2 separate regions of the Rattus norvegicus genome follow, and region 2 is linked to region 1. Evidence: chromatin contacts called from public HiChIP or PLAC-seq data. All regions are on one chromosome and are shown on one strand. The core of a region is the stretch at or near the end of the contact, and the rest is flanking DNA. Distances in the headings are between cores, read along the strand shown. Region 1 holds the start of Fer (FER tyrosine kinase). Region 2 holds the start of Pja2 (praja ring finger ubiquitin ligase 2).

What was found. HiChIP or PLAC-seq counts read pairs in DNA pulled down with a chosen protein or histone mark.
Region 2: an H3K27ac HiChIP or PLAC-seq map of oligodendrocytes shows a contact between it and region 1, with 13 times the contacts expected there. The contact joins the promoter of Pja2 here to the promoter of Fer in region 1. A contact is called at or near these places in 1 of 12 Hi-C or Micro-C datasets (frontal cortex) and 1 of 1 datasets of contacts at active chromatin or transcription factors (oligodendrocytes).

Annotation. Positions count from the first base shown.
Region 1 is chr9:110,965,167-110,970,202 of GRCr8, forward strand. Fer (FER tyrosine kinase) reads left to right here and starts at 2,297. Exons shown (of 19, transcript NM_001395758.1): 1 at 2,297-2,352.
Region 2 is chr9:111,451,324-111,456,359 of GRCr8, forward strand. Pja2 (praja ring finger ubiquitin ligase 2) reads right to left here and starts at 2,380. Exons shown (of 10, transcript NM_138896.2): 1 at 2,264-2,380.

The DNA.
Region 1 (5,036 bases), core at 1,047-3,546:
TACAAATCATGGCATTCCTGGTGCAGATCTAAATTTTAATTTTAATGGAAGACAACAGATCTATTAAATCATTTGTTAGTAACTGGATTACCTAGGCAGGAAATTATTTTCCTCATTCCCCTGTACTGTCTCACACAAGATACAAGGAAATTGGCTCAGAATTTTCGGAAGTGGAAAAGAAATCTGTTAATTGTGTTCCATTGTAAAGTGATACTTAGAGGGGATAAAACAATAAAGTTAGGTGTGTTATTACTCCCCTCCCAGTGACCAATGTTTTAACTGCAAAGTTGCATTTCATAGCATGACTTGATATGTGACATATGGTGGACACCTTATGTTTCTTGAATGACTAAGTGGGAATAGAATGATAATAATTATTCAAACCACTTAATACAAGCACAAACATTTATTTATTTCACTCACATTGTATGTATTGATGCATATAACACTGCTTATAGAAAAGTAACTTGCATTTGAGAGACTGTTTATGCAAGTAACTACAGAACTCTAAAATACAAAAAAAATATCATTTTTGATTCTATTAAAAATGAGGTTTGGAGTTCCTTGATAAGGTAATGTTAGAGAAGTCAGGCATCTTTATTGTTAAATAGACATTAAAATAGAATGCACAGACATTACCAGAGACTGCAAAGACATGAATTCCACCCTTTTCTGTAGATGAGCAGATACAACTGTATTTAGATTTTCATATTGAACAACTAGTCCTCAGGTGAGAGAACTTGGCTCTGTTTATCACATCTGTGGTAGACTTGCTTGGGTGGCCAACAGAGTTAGCTACTATATTTTAAGAGAAAACACGATCCTTAGGCCTGAGGTAGTTCTAGAATTTCACAGAAACTGGGAGATAAGGTGGCTATTTCCTCTACTATCCGTGAACTTTGAAAGATACTGGTTCCCAGGTTTGTTAGCGCCTTCCCATAGCCTTGCAGAGGTTCAACTAGGGTTTCAAATGCTCTAACAATGATTCACAACTCCTGCGCATTCCAAGTTCTTGAGAAAGATATTCCTGGACCATAAATCTGACAAGAGTACTTAATAATTGTTTTCTGAGAAACAGAAGGGGAGAGAACCTCATCAATTTTCAACAGTAAGACATTTGTGTGTCCTTAAAGTATGTTTTGGTTTCTTGGGCTTTGAAACTGACTTAAGTGAATAACCACTTAGAATTTTTAAAAAAAAGTATTAATCCTTCTTTGGATCTAATCTAACTCAAAGGTTTTAAGGGTGGGAATGAAAATGGAGTTGTTAGTCTTGTTGTAGGCGACTGAATGTGAATGTGGCTGAGCTCACGTACAAGACACAATGGCTTAAAAAGCGCGCTACAGCCATACGGGAGTGACCTCCCTGACGACTAACACCTATCACAGAGCTCCAGATCACCTACTAAGGTCTGTTCGGGTCCACCTTACTCATTTTGTACCCAACTGGCAAGAAGCGCTTCGGAAAAAACAGCCCTCACTGGAAGAGCAAATCAGTTTGGCTCCTCGCTTTCTAGACTTTCCTAGAGGTAAGTACTTTCGAGGGGACCGCTCTCAGGACTCGCGGCACACTTTACAGAGCATCCTCCTGTTTCCAGAGGGTGGCAGATCCTTAGCGCCTGACGCTGCGGGGCCCAGGGGCGGGCGAGGCAGTTCTGAGATCGCCGCAGAAACGCAAAGCCCATTTAAAGGAACCCACGTTACAGCACACGCCAGCAGAGCGCGGGAAGGTAGAGTCCGCTGCACAGCCTGCTCGGGGTGGGGAGGAGAGCCAGCGCTCGCAGTCCCCCGCGGGCGCTCCACGTTTCGTCACGCCTCCTTTCCGGCCCAGCCGCGGGGCTGACCCTTCTGGGCGGCCTCAGCTTATCACCCGGACAAGCCATTTCCCGGCTTCGGCCCCGCAGTTTCCTGTCAGGCCCCCTTTAGTCCCCGCACCCATCTCACCGCGCAGGCCGACGGCCAAGTTCGGAGAAGCGTGATCCTCTAGGAACGAGACCTCTAAGAGCTGGCTTCAACCGGGACCAGCCCGCAGGGAGGCGGCCACGGCCCACGCCTCCTCAGGCCCGCAACTCCAGCCCCCGCCCACCCGCTAAGCTCCGCCCCTCGCGGGTCCGGGCCAATGGGCCGCGCCCGCCTCCTGGGAGGTATTAGAAGAGGGGGGTTGGGGCCGGCGGCAGCGCCCGCCCTCCGCTCATGTTCATTGGCTGAGCTCTCCGGGTGCCCGGAGACCGGAGTGTAGCGGGATTGGCCGTCGGGACTCGCGACGGCGGCGTCTATTGGCTGAAGCAGTCCCCGTGACGCCGGGTGGCGACTGGCTCCCGGGTCTGAGGGGCTCCTGCTTGTCAGGTTCTAGGTAGGTGCGTTTCACGCCGCCGTCCGTAGGCACTGTTGCCCGGGGCAACGCCCCTGGAGGTGGGAAGGAGGCCGGAAGGCGAGCGCAGCGCGGGGGCAACCGTCTCCGCCCGTAGGGGGGCGCCGGGCTTTGGCCCAGCGGGCGCGGGCTGCGCGGAGGCTCTTCCTCCGCCCTCAGCTAGCTCTGTCCCCACCCGAGGCTGCAGGGTCACTCGCCCCATCCTGCCCGCCTCGGAACGTTCGGGGTTGGGCTTGGGTCCCGCTGCTCACCCGGCCCGCCAGGTCCGCCCCTCCCACCCGCCGGGACCCGGAGGCTGAGGGGGCGGTGCCGGCCGTGGCGGGCGCCTGGCCCCGCCCCGTCGCGGGTCTTCGGGGCGTGGGGCGGGGTTGGGGGCTGCTGCGCTGGGAGCCCGCTCCCCTTTCCTTCTTGAGCTCCTCGGCCGCGCACCCATGGTGCCCACGCCCCTTCGGGTCTCCTCACCCGTCGCCGCCCTCTCTTGGGGCACCCAGCTCTGGGTGTTCCCGTAGCCCCTTTCCATCAGGACCCGCTAACCCTGTGTCGCCTTGCCTTCAGCTTCAAGTCCCATTGCTTCTCTGGTTCAGGGCAGCCTTTTAGGAATCTGGTCCACAGAGACTTCTGGAGGCATCTGGACTTGTCAGAGGCGATTTTTGCCCTAAGGACTTTTTTGGGGTCTGAGGTATTTGGAGGCACTTCTGTGTCTTCCTTGGACTCCTCTTAGGACCAGCTCTCCGAAAGGAGTTCATTGTAATTAGTTTTGGTAAGGGCTAGGGCGCCTTCCATCCATTAAGTTTCCATGAGGCGGTCGATTTGAACTCTGTACATTTGTGATTTTCTTGGGAATAACATTGCAATCTCAATTTCTTAGGGCAGACTTTCGTTTCCATTAATCTTATGATGTAAGAGCAATGAAGCTTTTGATGCTTTGACTTCCGAAGAAGCTGTGTATATTTACCGTGGTCTCACTATCGCTCTAACATATGCTACTCTTGTACAGGAGTTTTCAGGCACCTTAAGAAGAAAACTTCAACCTGAAGTCACACAACAGTATATAAAAGTCTGATGTAAAAGAATCTGGAGATAAGGCCAATGCTATTTTAGTGGTTAACGTCTAAAAAATACTCTGCCAATCCATCTGTGAAATGAGAACAGGCTTAAAGAAAAAGTATTGCAAAATACATAGTGCGGTGTAGGGACTATTTGTATACTCGCCCGTGTAAGCTTTATAGGGGCCCGTGGAAGTGCCAGAGGATGTAAAAGGTTGAGTGTCCCTTTTACAGCCAAGAAGATTTTCCGATAGCCCCAGAGTTGAGGGCTTTCAAAGGTCCTGGGGATGTTGTAAGACGGTACATAGGCATTCTTGGAAACACTTTCGGTTCTCTTCCTTAAAAGACCTTTGGCGTGGATCTGTTTCTTTTCTGCATTGACAGTATTAATACACACTGGCTAAGATGATGTAGTGTCCTGTTAATGCAGCTTCTGCTCAGCTTCAAAGGTTGAAGTCATTAGTGTGGGAGAAGGAATCTGGGCTTTTGTAGACAGGATTCTTGGATATCATTCTTAGTTGCCGTGTGACTCCTGCTTTCCTGTGAGCATTTCAGAACAGCGGCTCTTTTTCGCTGCATCAAGTAGAATTTCAATTTACACAGAATGAGCTGTACGTGTTATTTCTGTGGCAGCAATATCTTTGACATTCCTTTTCTGTAGTAAATATTAACAAGGAACTGAAATGATCGAAACTTAGTTACACGGCATTACTCCTTGTGGTTCTGTGTGTGAGCCACTTGGAAGACGGTATCTTTGTCTCTCAGGCCCAGATTTGTGAATTGCATTCTGGTAGCTCCAGGAAAGATAGTGCACAAACTTGCCATAGAAAAGGAAAGTCCTGTTTAAGCTTGGGTTTGTGTTACTAGATGGTAGGTTTGCACCATGCTGCATGAGTTTTGGAGGGAAGGTGAATGGGTGACCAGTAGTCATGAAGGGTTCTGAATAAGCTAGATCACTTATACATACTGTTTGCAACAATGTGTTTTGTGGTGGAAAAAGAGTTTGCAAATGTGAACTTAAAAAAATGCCAACTAATTTAGAACCATGTCCTGGTCTTTGTTTACTAGTGTTTCAATAGGACTTAAAGCTATCTTCATTGTTGTCTCATAGTATTAATAAAGGAATATCTTAATGCAGAGCTTCAGTTTCTAATAAAGGAATAAAAGTGGAAATGACATTAATTCACATGCATAATAATTGTATATTGTGTATTTTCTATTAGGAAAGTATTACACCTTTCATCAATATTTGTGTCCTTTTCAATTTCAGAAAGATTTTATACCTATCTTTATGTACTAATTTCTTATATATTTGAGAAATACGTTTCAGAATTTACAGATGAATAAGACAGATTTGCATTGCCTTAGGCGTCCTTACTGTAGTCCACCTGTTGTTCCATTGAGACATGAAAGGGAATGAATGGGTCAATGAAAGGGAAGCTTTAGGGCTTGGTAGTGGCATGAGCTAACTTGGAGATGCCGAGCTGCCCCTTAGGGTTTCACCAGAGCTCCACTTTACCTACCTCTCCCCTCTTTCTGACCTCTTTTATTCCCGTTTTCATTTAGATACTTAGGTTGAGTTCTTCAGAATCAATTGAGAAAATACAGAGAACAAAAGTC
Region 2 (5,036 bases), core at 1,130-3,629, 490 kb after region 1:
AAACAATAACATCATCTTGGCAAGCTAAAAATAGGACATATTTTTAACTTTTAATATTGACTATTAGAAAGCTTTGTGAAAAATCGTATTTAATGCCAGCCAGCCTCAGAGGCATTCACCTTAAAGAAAACTAACATATTTTAACTATTAGCCCTACAATTCAACAATATGTAGCACGTAATGGACAATGCAGTGAACAGAATGTTATAAAAACTGGAAAGGAAACAAAAAAATACTTTCATATAATTGTCAACTAAACAAAAATATTAGCTCCATGAAAAAAAAAACGGGGGGGGGGGGGGGGACGGAAAGCTGTTTTTATTGCCAGAGACAGGAAATAAAAGTTAAAGTTTTCATCTACTACAGCAATACAACCATAAAGGAGCTGGAAATATTGAAAAGGAATGCCATTATACATTTCATATGTGAAATATGAAAAGATGGTGAGGTTTTTGGAGGGCCTTAAGACTATAAAACAGTTCTAAGAACTTATTCGTAACATTATTCAAAATAGGGTTTTTAAATTTTAACTCATAAGTGGTCTGAAGATGACCTAGAAGAAACACTCAGGAAACAGTCAAAATATCTTTCAAAAGAGTAATGAGGGTTAGACAGCTATCAAGTTTAAATACTCATACCCTTTACCTCTGAACCTCTACTTCTATGGTCTGTGCTCCAGAAGGATCAGTTTTTCCCCTTATTAAAACACTGTCTGAGTCTTGGGATGGAGGCAATATATTCGAAGGGAAAGTGGGAGTTGCTCTTTTTACATCACAGTCTTCCACACCGTGAAATGCTCTACAATAAAGGATTTAAAGCTTACAATTCAGCATCAATGAATGAGTTAGTTACCTTTATATAAAGCGTAACTTTCAACAGCAATCATTCAAACGGCTTCCAGGAGGAATATTTAATTGAAGTTCATCAAGTTAAAGACATAGGATGTACCCTTAGAAAAAGCATTAGGGCAGCCTACATAAAACAAGGGACTATGTCCAAGATACCTGATTGGAAGAAACCAGCTCTGCACACACGTGCTCAGTAAAACCCTTACTCCCACTCCTGAAGCAGACAACTCTGCATGTACACGTAACGTGTCTTTAAAGATGCATTTGTGAACGCACTTTGAAAGGCGACCACCAAGCCTAAATACTAGTGGGGCACTTAAGGAGGTATTCACATATTAGTGTTTACTTAGTACTGCTTTCTTTATTTATACTGTTGAATTTTACACCGAGGGGTGCACGTCTGTAATAGAAGAATAAAGTTATTCCACATAAAAACGACATGAAATCCAGAAGACAATCACAAACATGTCACGTTTATTTCTGTTATTTTTAATGTCCCTTCACATAGTCATCCAATGACCTGTTAGTCTTCGGCAAAGATGACTGCCATCTTAAAAGAATTATAAGCAACTACTTCGTGATTAAAAATAGAGCAAGGCCTCTTTAAAAAAAGAGAGAATCTCGTATACTTGACAGAACGAGGAGCCTCAAAGCAGTTGTCTATGTAGACATACGATTTTTTAAATTATTATTATTATTATTATTATTATTATTATTATTATTATTTCTAACAACTGATGAGGGCAACCTCCAGGTTCTTCATCCATCAGAAGCTGTTTACCTTTTCTTCAAGTTGGTCTGGGCAGCTTTCAACTCACCATTTTGAATGTGCGCAAAACATGATTAACCGGGAGGCATCTTGGGGTGGGGGTGGGGTGGGGGTGGAGTGGGGGCGGGGAGTGGGGGCCAGCCCTGAAGGTGCCTCTGACCGGCTTGCTCAGGCCTAACGCTGAATGAGAAGGAGCTAGGTTACTGGCCCTGCCTGACAGGGTGCCTGGGCCTCGGTGACAATCGGGAAGGACGCAAATACGGGGGGCAGGGGTGGAAGGCGTGCCGTACCCGGCAGGGGCCCCGCAGGCCTAGTGCGCCACGGTCCTCCCCGGCGGGCCTGAGGGTGGGCGGCACTGCCGGGCCGCGAGGGGCAAGCCACCGGGTCCTTGGCCGGGGTACCAAGGACGGCAGACGGCTGGCGGGAGCGAGCGGGCGGCGGGCGCGGCGGCTCGGGCTAGAGCGCGGCTCCGGGTGGGCTGGACGAGGCCCCGGAGGCCAGAGGCCTCTCAGTCGCCAACCCCACCCACCATGGCCGGCTGCGGCCCGACCGGTTCCTCGGTGGACCCCCGAAGCCGAGGCGCCGGGGCAGCGGCTCCCTCACCCAGATCCCCTCTGACATGGAGAGAGAAAAAAAATCCCCTCACCGAGATGTGCAGCGGCTCCAGAGCGAGAACAGCGCTCGATCCTCCACCCGCCACCACCGCCTTCTTCTCCGCCTCCGACTCCTCCCCCGCCGAACGCGCAGCGGCTGCAGCGGCGGCGGCGGCGGCGGAAGCAGAGGCGGTGGCGGCGGCGGCGCGTCCCGCCCCTTGCGCCGCGAAGGAGGCGGAGGAAGTGAGAGCCTCAGCCCCGCCCTCTCGGAGCGCAGCCAATAGACTTCACGGCCCTCTGCAGGGGAAAGGTACGTATCCAATCGCTGTCCGAGAAGTAGGTTTACGTCATGGTTGGACGTGGCAGAAAAAGGGAAAATAACTCGGGCTGTCTCTCTGCTTGGCTCCGCAGGCTCCCTCCCAGGCCCTTCGCGGATTGGCCGAGGAGCGGGGAGACGCGCTCGGCCCCGCCCTCTGTCCGGCCCTGCGTCCGCCCCTGCAGCACTGCGACGTTTGGGCGGGGGCGGGGCGCGGAGGCCCGAGCGGCTGTCAGACCTTTTGTGGTTTGGCTGGGAGAAAAGGGCGGGGTCTCCTGTAGGGAAGGGGGTGTGGAGAGCAGAGCGCAGGACTGGCGCAGTTACTTTCCCGCAGCCCCCCGCAAAATGGAGGTGCTAGGTTCGTTCCCAAGGCAGTGAGAAGCTACGCAATATCTGCAATTTAAATGCAAGAAAAGAAAACCCCCAAACCAGTTGCAGTTCCGATAGCAACGGGGAAAGAAACGTACCGGAGGAAGAGCTCGTTTGCTCTCGATTCTCCCTGGTGTGTAGTTCCCGCCCGCCACTGGTCAGACCTTCACCCTGCTCTCTGGTTCTGTTTGGATGGGGGAGCTATAGGTGAGATGGAGATTTTGCCCGACCAAAGTTTAGCAGCTGACAGCTAAGCTGTATCGAGTGTCAGGCTGAGAGGTAACAGCTCTCGTCGCTTGCAACCAAAATAAATACAACAGCTGGAGTCCCTGGACACCTTGCTTAATTTAACCCAGTCACAGTTTAGGTTCGTTATGTCAGTGATGCACATGTCCTCTTTTCTCATCCTGAAGCCGTCCTGCTTCTCTGATTACAGTCCTGTTCTCTTCTCTTACTCCCCGCCCCCACCCGCAGCTCCAGCACCTAGAGCCCAAAAGCTCAAGATATATTTATCACGTTGCCCCCCCTCCCTGAATTAAGAGCCTCACTTCTTGTGATGTCCTTTAACTGTAAAGTCCACCAGTGAACTGGAACTACCTTTTCTATCATTGATGTAAAGAAAGTATTCAAAATTTCCCATACAATACTAGCCTACGAAAATTTGCTCGACATTTGTGAAGCCAAGTTTAATTCCCAGAATACCCCTTAGCATACATTGTACAATAACAACAACAACAACAACAACAGCAACAACTCTGTCTTTTAGGTAAACACCTCTCTTGAAAGAGAAAGTATATTTTAATTACTTTCCTCTAATTTTTCTTTAGAGTCTTGAAGATTGGTCCAGTTGACCGCACTAACAGGTTGGCAGGCACAGGATTTTTCAAATTTCATTCATTTTCATACCCTGTCTGTGAATCATGTATTCTGTGGAATGAACTACACTCCAGAATGGAGGGCAAATCTGTGAGAGATTTTTCTGGTTGGTTTGATGTGGGTAAATCCACTTCTAGTCTGGATCTTTGAGCTGGCAAGACATACTTCTGATTGGATTTTGAGGTGGGAAGACACAAGCTTTTGATCCAGATATTGAGGTAGACAGAAAGTCACACCTTAAATCCAGTTCTTGAAGCAGGAAGACATGCGCCTTTAATCTTGGCCACACCTTCTACTGGAGATATATATATATATATACATATATATATATATAATTTATACATATATAATATATATATATGCATGGGGAAGAAGAAAGGATGTTGCTCTTTGCCTGCTTGCTTCTGCATTGGCAGCACATCATTCCTTCACTGGCATTAGAGCCTACTTCCTCAGGATTCCAACATATACTGAAGACCAGCTCAGACACTCATTCTCAGGGGACTAAGCAACTACTGGATTCTTGGGCTTTCTGTTCACAGACAGCCATGGTTGGATTAGTTGGACTGTAGCCTATCAGTCATTTCAATTAATACCCTTTATATTTATATATATGAAAGAAAGAAAGATTCATTCTATAAGTCTTGTGACTCAAGAGAACCCTGACTGATATGAACTAAATCTCTGAGTCAGGAACTCCTTCTTAAAAGGGTACATTATCAAACCTGAGGCGTATAATAAAGACACAGCACTCGAGTGACATTTTGCTGTGATGTCATGAAAGGATAGAAAAATAAACCTAAAATAGCAATCACTTTCTCACCATGTGAGTCATTGTGTCTAATCTTGCCAGCATGTACCCCAAGTACAGTCATCCAAGACATCACACGTGATTTAGGTTGCAGTCTGAGAAGTTCTGGGATGGAGCCTTAGAGCATGAACTCTAAACTCAGACTGATATATTCTTACACACTCGCTCCTGCGTTTATAACTGTTGCTTCTGGCCTAGATTTACTATTTACTATTTATTTACTATTTATTATTTATCATTTACTATTTTTAATATGTGAAAGTAAGAATACTCTGGAAAAGCAGTGTTCTTAACTGCTGAGCCATCTCTCCAACCCTGTAGCGTACACGTAAAGGCCATTCATCAAAACAACATCTGTATTGCCTCATGTGGCGAATTGACTAAGCTTGGCTTATGATGGTGTAGCCATGTTGAGGGAAGTGTGTTACTGGGGATGGGCTTTGAGGCTTAAACT